Linked DNA regions of Mus musculus: all the other regions are linked to region 4. Evidence: chromatin contacts called from public promoter capture Hi-C data. All regions are on one chromosome and are shown on one strand. Each heading gives the region's core, a stretch centred on a gene start, on an enhancer-like site or on the middle of the called end of the contact. The rest is flanking DNA. Distances are from core to core; before and after follow the strand shown.

Region 1 (2,700 bases), core at 108-2,607, 1.4 Mb before region 4:
CTTTCTGTGTAATCTTGCCTTCAGGATTTGTGCTGTCTTCCTTGGTGTAAATGAAGAGCTCTTTAAGTCCTTGCAGTACTAACCGCTCTCAAGGAAATTCAGAAAGCTCTGCTCCACTGCACTCAGTGTTCTGGTGTGGCCCCAGAGAGGAACTGAACAATGTTTTCAACTGAAATGAAAAGGTCGACCAAACACTCTTTTCAGATGTTCTACCAATCATGCCTTTAAAGAAACCATCTTCAGGACTGACTGACTTCAGCTTGGGTCAGCACATTGCTTCTTAATTCCTTTTAGTTTTTGGAAGGGATATAAAATAGAACTGTCTACTGAATCTTGAAAGTCAGAATCAGAGTGGGTCCTGGTGAGAAAAATCTTAGCCCTTGGGGGCTGAGGCAGGAATGGTCATAAGTTTGTGTACAGACTAGTGTGTACCACGCGTTCCAGACAGGGCTAAGTAACAAAATCCTCTCTAAAACGACAAATAAAACCAAACCAAAGAGGCACCCAGCTAAAACTCAGAAAATTAAGTGGTTCATACTGAAGAAGGAGGAGGAAGAAGACGAAGAGGAGGAAAATGAAGAAATAAAAAAGAGAATAATCGTGTAAAAGAAAGGAAGGAATAGAAAGAAAGGAAGAAAGAAAGAGAGAGAGAGAGGGAAGGAGGACAGGAGGGAGGAGGACAGAAGGGAGGGAGGGAGGGAGGGAGGGAAGAAAAGAAAAGAAAGGAAAAGAAAAGAAAAGAAAAGAAAAGAAAAGAAAAGGAAAGAAAAGAAAAGAAAAGAGAAAGACTGATTGATTCTCAGAGCAATGTGGGGCACAGGTGTAAACTGGTAAAGTTCCCGAGTGAAATGTTGCAGATGGGAACTTATCAACCTTAGAGCTCTCAGAGCTGGAGCTTGGCCATTACTGTGGGGCTCTGTGATGTGCAATAGCTTTGATGTTGCCCTAACGACCCTGCCCCCTTGCAACACTTTCCTAAGTCACTGTGAAACAAGTTAGTTGCCTAACAGACTCATAATTTCGCAGGTTTCACTTTGCACCCTGAAGGTATTCACAGCAATAGAGCCCCTCCCCCGAGATTTACATTTCCTTAAAACATTTTCTTTTTAGGTTTTCCAAATTCAACACTAAGGTCTTTTTGTTTCCAGCGACATAAAAGTTAGCAACCCCTTCCTTGCTTCCCTTCTTCCGGAGCCGGAACAGAACTGCCAAGATCCTTAGCAGAGAAAGACCCTCACCAGCCACAGCAGTTTCGGGGCGATTCAGGGGTGGGATTTGGCAAGCTCCGAAGGCGGGGCTTGGCACGGTCAGGAGGCGGGGTGATTAATAGAAAAATAGCCTGAAAAAGGGCGGTGCCAGCGCGGGTCCTGTTGGTGAAAAGTCCCAGAAGTGCACAGGCTCGGCAGGACAACTTGCAGCCCTTCTCCCTGGATTCAGGTGGGTGCTGCGCACGGCCACGGTGCTGCTCCCAGGCTAGGAGTGGGTGGGTGCAAGGGGCCGGTGGGTGGCAGGTGTAAGGCTAGAGAGTGGCTGTGCCTGTTTGAAAAGCCTTTGTTCCCTTTAGTTGTTTAAATGACCACCCCCCGCCCCCATTTTTGTGGCCCGCTCTAAATGAGAATTGTGCTTTTCTGTTCCTGCATTAAGTTTTCCTTTCTCAAACTCCAAGAAGAAACTTGGGAGCACGAGTCTTTTCATGTTTAAGAGATGGTTTTCTTATTTCTTATTTTCAAGCCCAAGTAGCATTCCCTTTGAAAGGGTCTCTTGATCTTGAGGGGAGGGGAAAAAAAATACATGCAAGTTGTAACAAGATGAGAAGTCACTGCGGTTTCAGCAACTTCTGTCCTTTCCCAGGGAGTAAAACCCTACAGTGTCCCGGGTGACTTGGACATGCAGGCCTTTCAACTTGTTGAAAAGTTGTTTGCTTTTCTAGATTCTCCTGTGGTAGGCAAGAGAAATCTCTACAAGTCTTTACACTGGTACTTTTGATATCATATGACTTACAGACTTAGCAGAGCAGCAGAGCGTGCTCTGTTGTGACTGTAGCCTGATGACCAAAGACCTGAGGGCGCAGCCCTTGGGCAGCTACTCCCCAGAGCCGCCCTCCCCTGTGGCCACTGTAGTCTGGCCCCACTGAGGCTGTAGGGAAGGTGCCTGGGACTCTGATCATGTGTGTATTTCTGTTCTTCCTCTGTTGCAGCCCTCTTTTCTGTCCTCACAACAAATGTGTTTGCTGCTTTCGATCCATTGAAAATTGAAGAGTCATGGCCTTGTGGCTGTGTGCCCAGATTTTCCAAGTTTCACAATACTGATGCAGATAGGGCAAACAGTTTTGAGAAGAAAAGAACTTTGCTTTTTCTTGGCTGAGGGCCCATGAGGAGAAAGAGGAGTATTTCTCAACTGCAGATAGCACTGGGGCAAAATATGACAACAGGAGTTACAGGAGAAGCTTCCAGGAAATGAGAAAACAGCACCCCACAATTCCTAGAATGGAATTGTGAGTCCAGGAACTATACAGGTCGGCGATGACAGGGCTCCAGAGACAGGCAGGTGGGGTCTCCAGTCTCCATTGTACCACCTGGCCTTATTTATACCCTACTCAAGCTTCTTTCCTTCAAAGTAGAAGAAAATGGTTTCTGTGTCGGAGTCTTTCATCCCAAGCTGTTTTCAGTCAACTGGTGGGCATCCCTTTGCTCTCTCCTG
Region 2 (2,883 bases), core at 75-2,574, 1.2 Mb before region 4:
TCTCTCTCTCTCTCTCTCTCTCTCTCTCTCTCTCCCTGTTAAGATGCAGACACTTGGGTACAAGGAACCTATGTCCACTGAACACGACACAGTCACTTTTGCAACACACAGAAGCAGTGTTTTGATATTAAGGTTGCATTGGGAGAAGCAGGGGTGTAGACAAAAACAAGGTTGTAATTTCAACTCTTTCTTGGGGGTGGCAGGCATACATTTCATCAAGCAGGTGTAGAAAGGTCTGGGAAAATACCCAAGACTGATATCACTTCCCTTAGCCTGGTAGCAACACCCCGCCCCCAACCTTTGCAAACTGTCCCAACCCCTCTTCCAGAGTCAGGGTGTGCGAATGTTGCAGCTCCCAATGAACTTTGTCTATTATGCACTAGACTCCTACTTGAGATGTTGCGTCGCGCTGCAGCCGCGCGCTCCACTCTCTTCCTCCGGCATCCACGTCTTCCGCCCCACATCTATTTCATGTCTCATCACAAAAATAATGATGCCTCCCATGATTTAAACAGAACCAAACAAACACAAAACCCTCTCTGCAGACCTGCAGCCCGGTGAAAGTTGCAGTGGTGGTGGGGATGGTTCGGGTGCAGCTTTACTTTATGCCTTCTTGGGAGAGGATGGGGAAGAAGAAGAAAAAAAAGCCACCCAACATCCGCACACGCACGCGCGCACCAGCAGACATACACAGCACAAATAAGCCGACGCGTGAGTACACAACCCCTGACTTACCTTCTCAATTAAGCGATACAGGGGAGGGTGTTCAATGAGCCCAGCGGCTGCTTGGTAGCGCTTCTCCTTGGGAAAGGTCAAAAAGAAACATTGTTTGAAAAAAAAAAAGGAAAAAAAAAAACCGGGGGGTAGAATCTCTCTCTATATATTTTTTTAAGTTTAAAATAATGAGGTCCTCCAGGATCCGCCAAGTACCAGTGTGGACCGCATGCGAGCCACAGGTGTCCTTCTTTTAGGCAACTGCAGTCCGGGGGATGTCTCTCTTGGTCCTGGCTCCTGACAACTTACCCCAGCAGTGTGCGAGGAGCCCGAGCTGAAGGAAGCCCTGGCTCTCAGCCGCAAAATGCAATCCCTTCCCAGCCAGACATAATACAGCCCAAGAAAAGGTCACCCAGTTATTACAGCGCCTCGGAGCCCAGGCAGCGCCTGTCAGATCCACAGTGAAGGCAGCTCCCTTCCGATTTAAGAGTATTTACCTCTCGCCCCCACCCCTCCCTCTTCTCTCTCTTCCTTCTCTCCCTCCCTCTAGCTGGCTCCCTTGCTCGCTAGCTTGCTTGAGCTCTCTCTCTCTCTCTCTCTCTCTCTCTCTCTCTCTCTCTCTCTCTCTCTCTCTCTCTCTCTCTCTCGCTGTGTCTCTGCTGTCTGTTCCGCAGCTCAGTCAAGTACAGCCGCCCTCGGAAAGTGCAAAAGCAGCCACGAGACAGATCCAGGCTTTGTTGCTAATTTCCCAGGGTGAAAATTGACAAGCCTGGGAGTGCAGTCAGCACAACCCATTGCATATGCTACTGACAAACGCTGGGGACATCCCCTCCCACCCATGCCTATCACACAGAGAATGTGACCTCTGCAGGACTGGACTCTGGAAGGACCCTACCTCCAGGACTCGCCCACAAGAAGAACTGCAAAAGAGCTCCAAAGGAGAAGGGTAGGGCTTCCTAAAATAACGGGGGCATTTTGGAATAGGATGGGGACTATGAAAGCAAATTGCCCTCTAAATCTGTTACTGACAGTGCCAGTGGAGGAAGTTAAAATAAAAGCCAAGGAATCAAAGTGCTACCAGGGAACACTGGAAAACTGCACAGCCCTCCTTTTAGTAAATGTCTGGGGGTGTCTGCAGTTTCCAGGGCTATGAATTCTGTTTAGAAACTCTCTGAAGTCCCTGTGCAGAATGCCTTGTCATGTAAACTCAGGCCAGGCAGTGCCACACACCCTTTCCTCTCTCTCGAATGGCCCCAGGAGTCAGACTGTGAACTTGTACCCCATACCAGGTGCTGAACCCAAAGTGGCCACTGAAACACACTTACTACAGATAGGTGAATACTTGACTTTGAAACCTGCTTCAGTGTTAGTCCCCAGGAAGCTGAGCCAGACTTCCAGGACTAAGCCGGTCCCCTGGCCACTTGCCCACCTACACCCTGCCTTCATACACTTATTTTAAGGCCTGGGTACATCCTTTTATTTTTGCCTCTAAATTTTTCCCATTACTCTTAACCTCTTCCCTGCACTCCGATGCTCTATAGGTCACTGGTAGCTTTAAACCATCTCCTTTTTCTAAGTTTTTAAACTTCAGCTATCGCCCACTTTGGTGTCTCTATCAAGGTCCTCTCAGCATCTCTCACAAAGCCTTGTCAAAAGGTTAAGCTTAAAAATAGTGCCAGTTTGAATGACACTGGATGTGATGCTCTCAGTGCCAAGACAGGATCAATTGTTGAACTACCCACCCACCCCAAAAAAACACTACCCACAAAACACCCTTCAAACAATACAGAAAAACTTTGCTACTTCTGTAACATCAATTTTAATATCTATCTATCTATCTATCTATCTATCTATCTATCTATCCGATCTATCAAATTATATATATATATATATATACATATATATATATACACACACACACACACACACACACACACTAAAGCAGTCCCCCTTGAATATTTATGTTAAATTATGCTTCCCTATATCCAAAGTCCTGGCATAGCCGGTCTAATTTATTTTTTAATCCCAACCTTCAGAAGGCTCCTAAGAAAATAGTAGGTGGCTTGCTTTCTTCTCCCTTTCAAAGACAACAAAACTCAGAACTAACCTGAAAAATACCGAAATTCACAGACAGGAAGATTACTGAGAACCCCTTCAGCTGTTCAGTCT
Region 3 (2,874 bases), core at 284-2,783, 1.9 Mb before region 4:
AATAGGGCTTTAAAGAAGCCCTAACAGATGACCAAATCCCAAAGGTATGATTAACAATGAGCATAATAAGATCCCAAATTAATAATCATGGTGTGTGAATAGTTTATCTATCATGAAGTAGGCATCCACCTTCATTTATTTTCAGATAGCCTATTTGTGGAATTTCTTTCACAGTGATCTACAGAGCATTTTTGCCACCCATAGATCTCTTCATGTAGAGAGGATTTGTGTCACTTCTACAGTGTCTATTATAATGCCAACATATGCTTGATATGCACTTTAAAAGTAGTGTGTGCATGTGTGGTAGGCAGAAGTCAGTCTTAGGAGCCCCAGGAGCCATTCACTGTTAGGTTCCAGGCTGATACAAGAGGCTTTCAGAAAGGGGAAAGGGGATACCAACTCTATGCCTTTGACCAGGGTCAGACATAGCAAAGTCTGGAACCAGGCCCCCCAGAGTTAAGATTTCAGTCTGTGAGAACGTGACTTTTCCTCCTAAAGAGACTGGAGTAGTCAGTCCCAGGCCAGTGTGTGCTTGGTCTGTGGCACACATGAAGTATTCTGTGTTCCTTTTGTGCAACACTGCTTGGTTAGCTTTCTGATGACTTCGTCCCACTGTATGATAGGTTTTTCTGTTCCATTTTCCCCATACAAACAGTATATAAGATGCTGTACATCTTAATAAATTAGCTTAGCATAAGACATAGTTTTAGGGAAAACCTCCTGACCCCAACTTTCCTGTCTTCTTTATTTCTGATCCGTTCGGTCCCTCCTCTCAGGAGCCTCTCAGTGAAGAATGGCTCACTGGTCCAGATGCATCTACACTCTTTTGTTTTTGAGATGTTTTTCACTCATACTTGGAACTCACTGATTGCTATGCTGGCTGGCAGGGATTGGTATCTTTTCAGTGCTGCATTCCAAGCATGTATCACACCATGTATAGCTTTTTTTTTTTTTTTGTCGGTACTGGGTATCACACTTCATGCTTACATGGCAAGAACTTTAGCCCAGTAGACTGGGGTCTCTCCCTCCCCAGCCGCAGTGATAGTTGCTAGAGCCACTGAAAGAGCCCTTATCAGTTAGGTTGTCACGGATCCTTGCTGAGCACTAAGTGAATATTTCCCACTTGCAAATAAGCATTTGCTGGCCATCCACTAAACGCCAGTCACTTATCTGTCACCAGGATATAAATGTTGTTAGCATAACCACTCTATTAGGGAAGTCATTACTGTTTGTGAGTTGTGACGGTGTATGCCGGGAGGGGGGTGGGAAGGAGAGCGACAGAATGGTTGCTACTGGGTAGGCAGTTAGATGTGAGATGATTATGGAAAAGTGTGTCTGTAGCTTAGCAATGAGAAGGTTACAACTCTACAACAGCATCCTACAAGGGACGGACTCGGCGGCTCCCAACACTGGGTAGCAACGGGACGCCGCGCGCTTGACGTCGTCAGAGCAGCATGGGTTCGGTCTCCGAGCTCGCGCCTGCGCACACTGCTTCTCGCGCTGCTGCTGGGAACTACCGCCTTCCCGCCAGTCGTCACTTCCGGCTGACGCGACGCGTCGGGCGACGTCACGTCCTGCCGCTACCGGTAGGGACCGTGAGTGGCGGCAGGCCGGCTCTCCGGCGCTCCCCTCCCCTCCTCCCTCCCTCCCTGTCCCTCCCTTGGCGGCCGCGAGTCGCGGGGACTCTGGAGCCGGCCTCCTTCGGCGTGAGTGCGGGGGCCTCAAGCAGCCTGAGGCGCCGCGGCAGAGAAGGAGGACGACCGCGACCCTCGGTCCCCGCTCCGCGTCACCGCGCTCGCCGCCGCCATGGCCATGAGGCAGACGCCGCTCACTTGCTCGGGCCACACGCGGCCCGTGGTGGATTTGGCCTTCAGCGGCATCACGCCTTACGGCTACTTTCTGATCAGCGCTTGCAAAGGTGAGCTGAGCCCGCGACGGCCGCGGCTCCCGAGTGCCGACGGGTGGGTGGGTCGTGGCTGCCAGCGACAGCCATCGCGCTGCTGGGACTAGAGGGTCGCCCCTGGCCGGGCTTTATGCGTCCCTCCTCCCCACCGTTGTTAGTGCTCCCCAACACCTCGCCTTTCTACCCACACAACTACATTGTGTTTGCCAAGGATTTACGGGAAGAAGAAATTAGGCCAGGCCGAGAGGAGTGCCCTTTATGTCCTCTCACTCATTGTTTCATCCTTTGTGGTGTGAGCCTCATTTTTTTTTTTCCCCGACGAAAGTGTACGTTAGGTTTATGTGGTCCAAAGTAAAAAGCGGCTATCTAGATCGTTTTGACACCGCATGTCACTGGCATCCAGCCCACGGTTTTTCAGAAGTTTTTATTTATGTGTGCCTGTGTTGTCTCTATGCATGCTTGTACCTGTGTGAAGGGGTGCCCCAAGAGGAAGGCATCAGATTGTCCAGAGCCGGAGTTAGAGGCTGTTGTCAGCCTCCGTGTGGGCGCTGGGAATCGGAATCAGGTCTTGTGGAAGAGCGTTTCCCAGGTCTTTATAGTTGCTTTGTAATCCGAGTTTGCAAAGGTGATGAGGGAGGCCTCTCATTCGGTCCCAAAATTGCTTATGCTTCCCAGGAAGAGTGGCTACAACTCCTTAGTCCCTAGGTCACTGAGACCATATGCACAGACCAGGATGGGGACACCCTCCCCCACGCCCCCACGGCTTAATGGGAGTAGGGGGGAGCAGTCAGAACAACGGTTTTCCAGTAGTTTGCTGCTCAGGATTTGGTATTACGTTGCATGCTTCTAAATCACAGATGTCTGAAAATATTTTCTAGATGGCAAGCCCATGCTCCGCCAGGGAGATACAGGAGACTGGATTGGAACATTTTTGGGTCATAAAGGTGCTGTTTGGGGTGCAACATTGAATA
Region 4 (2,788 bases), core at 168-2,667:
AAATAATGTTGGAAAATAATTAGTGATGTTTAATGTAATCCTACATGAGCTATTTATTAGTTGGATTACTGCTTCTATGTTGTAACTAATATTTAAGAAATTGCTATTCGAGAACTTTTTATATAATATTAAGTAGCAATATCCACAGGACCAAAATCGATAGTAAAACAGTCGTCCCTTTCTAAACAGATAACACAGAGAGGCTGAGTATGAAAGTATATTACATTCTGATAAAAAATCAAAACCAGTCATTGGAATTCAATTATTCATAATTTTCATAAAGCTTTAAAATGAATGCCAATATGTTCCTTTGTTTGTTTATGACACATAGCACATTTTTACAAAATGTCTAGTTATTTCACTATGTGGTATTGGATACTGGTTTTTAAGTTGAATTGACAAATACATGTTTTACATGTTTTTCTATTTTAATTTAATATAATTTAATTTCACATATGCTATATCTCAAGCCATGGACACTCTCTTCAATGATGTTAAACTTCAAGATTATTTTTAAAAATTGTTACCAGAAAGTTTCCAGCAGAGCTGAATAGAACTCTAAACCTGAAGAGAGGAATTAAGTCAGTAGAAGTAAAGAGAAGTCAGAGACTAGACCCGCGCTGCCAGCACCGTCTCTGTAAGCGTCTCACAGGCTAATAGCATCTAAGAGGCCTGGCAAGCCGCTGTTCTGTTGGAACTTTCCATACCTCTTCTAGGAAGTTGGTGAAACAGCAAGGTTTAAACACCCAGGTTATTGCTACCACTCATTGCCTGCCCTGCTAAGCTGCTGCAAAAACAGGTGATGACGGAAACGTAACAGGAAAATGTGAGAGAGTAGTCGTACCAGTCACTTATGGTGCTCAAACAAATCCGGGGGAACGTGCAGTTTTATTTGCGTAGCAGCTGATAAGATAAGCCAACAGCGAACAGCCCCCTTTGGTGATTAGTAAATTATTACCCACAGCCCGAGCTACCGGCCGCTTCCTCTTGGCATTCCTGATGGCGGAGGAGGAAAAGACGGAGCGAAACACATGAAGGTACGGTCTACTGTGAGACATTGTAGTGGGATTATCAATGCGATGTTTGCTAAAGACAGTTGTAGAAATTCCTGATCCATTTAAAAGTGTGAATTCTTATATGCAATTAGGAATGTCTAAACAAAAATTCCCTTTCTTTCTCTCTCGCTTCTCTGGGTATGGGCTAATTTCTAACACTGTCTTCAGGAACACCGCACGAAAGGGCAGAAGATAGCAAGAATTATTACTGCCATAATTTCATTTTTGAGGTTCATGGTAAAAATAAATTTTAAAGACTCAGAAAGGTCAAATTATATGTCACGATAGAGCCTTACTTTCACCTGTTCCAAAGAGCAACTCGAGTGTAAAGAAAGGATAGGATGCTGTAAACGAATTCAAGCTACTGATGACAGCTGCAGGCGCTGACTCTGCGCACGCAGGACTGAAGCCCAGTCATGACTGCCGCGCTCTCAAGATGCCAACAGCAAGAAAAGCGCGTCATTATCCCTATGCTGTCAATTATCACTTTGTGTCTGTTAGTCTGTGAAAATGGCTTCCATGTGAACCGCATAATCCTATTGGCTATTTCCCCTCACTGCCAAACAGAATTTCAAATCTGAGACCTTTCTCCGTGACGGATACAAAGTTTCATTTTACTAATGTGAGTTACACTTGTGGGATGGAAAGCGAAATTCTACGCACTGTGGAAAATATTTAAAGATACTCATAAAGCAAGTTTTAAGAACATTCTAGGTATTACAGTAGACAACATGATTTAGTGTCGATATAAACAAGACTGCTGTAAGTTTGCAAAGGTCTGGGCTTCAAAACCACTAGATATTTGCACATAGAAAGAACAACTTATTAAAGTCCGTGTTTAAACTATATACCAAGAGAAAGTACAGAATTCTGACAGGCAACTAAAGAAGTTAAAATTCATAAGAAGAAACAGGAGAGGCTCTCGAGTGTGAGTGTGTGTGTGTGTGTGTGTGTGTGTGTGTGTGTGTGTGTGTGTATTAAAAGACAGAGAAAGAAATAGAAAGAAAGAACAAAAAAATTCTCTCAAAGTTTCAAAATTCTTTGGAATAAATTTGCTAAGATATTTAGTTGTAAGAAGTGAAAAAGCTGTTTCCAGATTAATGGAAAAATAAATTTCAAGCATAAATATGTCTTGTATGTATATGTTACAGTTAAAGTTATCAAGTTGAGGCCTCTGGAAGATTGAGTCCATGAGAATATCGCTTTGGTTGCAGCTTACATAAACCAGTCAGAACGAAGCGAATTGAAAGCGAAGCACAGCAAATCCTAACGACAGACACGTGGGCGTTTCCAGAGCGAGGCAGTGGTATGACTGCCCTTAGGGCAGGTTAGCAATGAGCCATGACTAAACGGATGGACCAGGGTAAAGAGCAAACTACGCCACTGTAGGCCCGGAAGGCAAGAGGTCAGCTAACGTGAATCTGTGCGGGGTGAGCTCTCTGACAGACAGGTCTGTGTCTTCTCAGGGGCCGACTTCCATGAGACTCAGTGATTCTCACATGCTCATTTTGCATACTGTCACGCAAAATAACAAGAATCAGCAAAGTTTATATAGTACATAATCTATCCCCAATATTTCCCAGATAACAATATGAGAGTCTGATAGATCATTATTAATATGATGGAGGGAAATGAGAGGTATGTCAAACAGAACCCAGTAAGTTCAGAGAGGACTTGGTTCTGACGTGACTTCTGAGTCCTTCTGATGTCCTTAATTCAAAGTACTTCGCTTA

What was found. Promoter capture Hi-C pulls out the DNA fragments that hold promoters and counts their contacts.
Region 1: a contact with region 4 is called in a promoter capture Hi-C map of liver, with 7 times the contacts expected there. The contact joins the promoter of Mgst1 here to the enhancer-like site in region 4. A contact is called at or near these places in 5 of 39 promoter capture datasets (cranial neural crest, embryonic stem cells, hippocampal neurons and 1 more) and 2 of 115 datasets of contacts at active chromatin or transcription factors (hepatocytes and kidney).
Region 2: a promoter capture Hi-C map of liver shows a contact between it and region 4, with 3 times the contacts expected there. The contact joins the promoter of Lmo3 here to the enhancer-like site in region 4. A contact is called at or near these places in 5 of 39 promoter capture datasets (cranial neural crest, hippocampal neurons, liver and 2 more), 4 of 115 datasets of contacts at active chromatin or transcription factors (astrocytes, embryonic forebrain, embryonic midbrain and 1 more) and 1 of 9 other capture datasets (liver).
Region 3: a promoter capture Hi-C map of liver shows a contact between it and region 4, with 7 times the contacts expected there. The contact joins the promoter of Strap here to the enhancer-like site in region 4. A contact is called at or near these places in 4 of 39 promoter capture datasets (cranial neural crest, hippocampal neurons and liver) and 2 of 115 datasets of contacts at active chromatin or transcription factors (embryonic forebrain and pancreatic cancer cells).

What each region holds. Positions count from the first base shown.
Region 1 is chr6:138,139,170-138,141,869 of GRCm38.p6, forward strand. It overlaps Mgst1 (microsomal glutathione S-transferase 1), which reads left to right and starts at 1,358. Exons shown (of 4, transcript NM_019946.5): 1 at 1,358-1,437.
Region 2 is chr6:138,421,706-138,424,588 of GRCm38.p6, forward strand. It overlaps Lmo3 (LIM domain only 3), which reads right to left and starts at 1,325. Exons shown (of 4, transcript NM_001356306.1): 1 at 736-1,325. A830011K09Rik (RIKEN cDNA A830011K09 gene) reads left to right here and starts at 1,400. Exons shown (of 4, transcript NR_126073.1): 1 at 1,400-1,660.
Region 3 is chr6:137,733,549-137,736,422 of GRCm38.p6, forward strand. Strap (serine/threonine kinase receptor associated protein) reads left to right here and starts at 1,534. Exons shown (of 10, transcript NM_011499.3): 1 at 1,534-1,918; 2 at 2,782-2,874. The coding sequence starts at 1,807.
Region 4 is chr6:139,586,229-139,589,016 of GRCm38.p6, forward strand. No RefSeq gene overlaps it. Among named protein-coding and RNA genes, the nearest start is that of Pik3c2g, 26 kb to the right of the region's middle. Within about 2 kb of position 1,418, at least 33 of the 459 cell types and tissues checked have an H3K27ac peak or open chromatin away from gene starts, as enhancers often do. A contact at or near this core is called in hepatocytes, liver and pancreatic cancer cells, where this site is marked.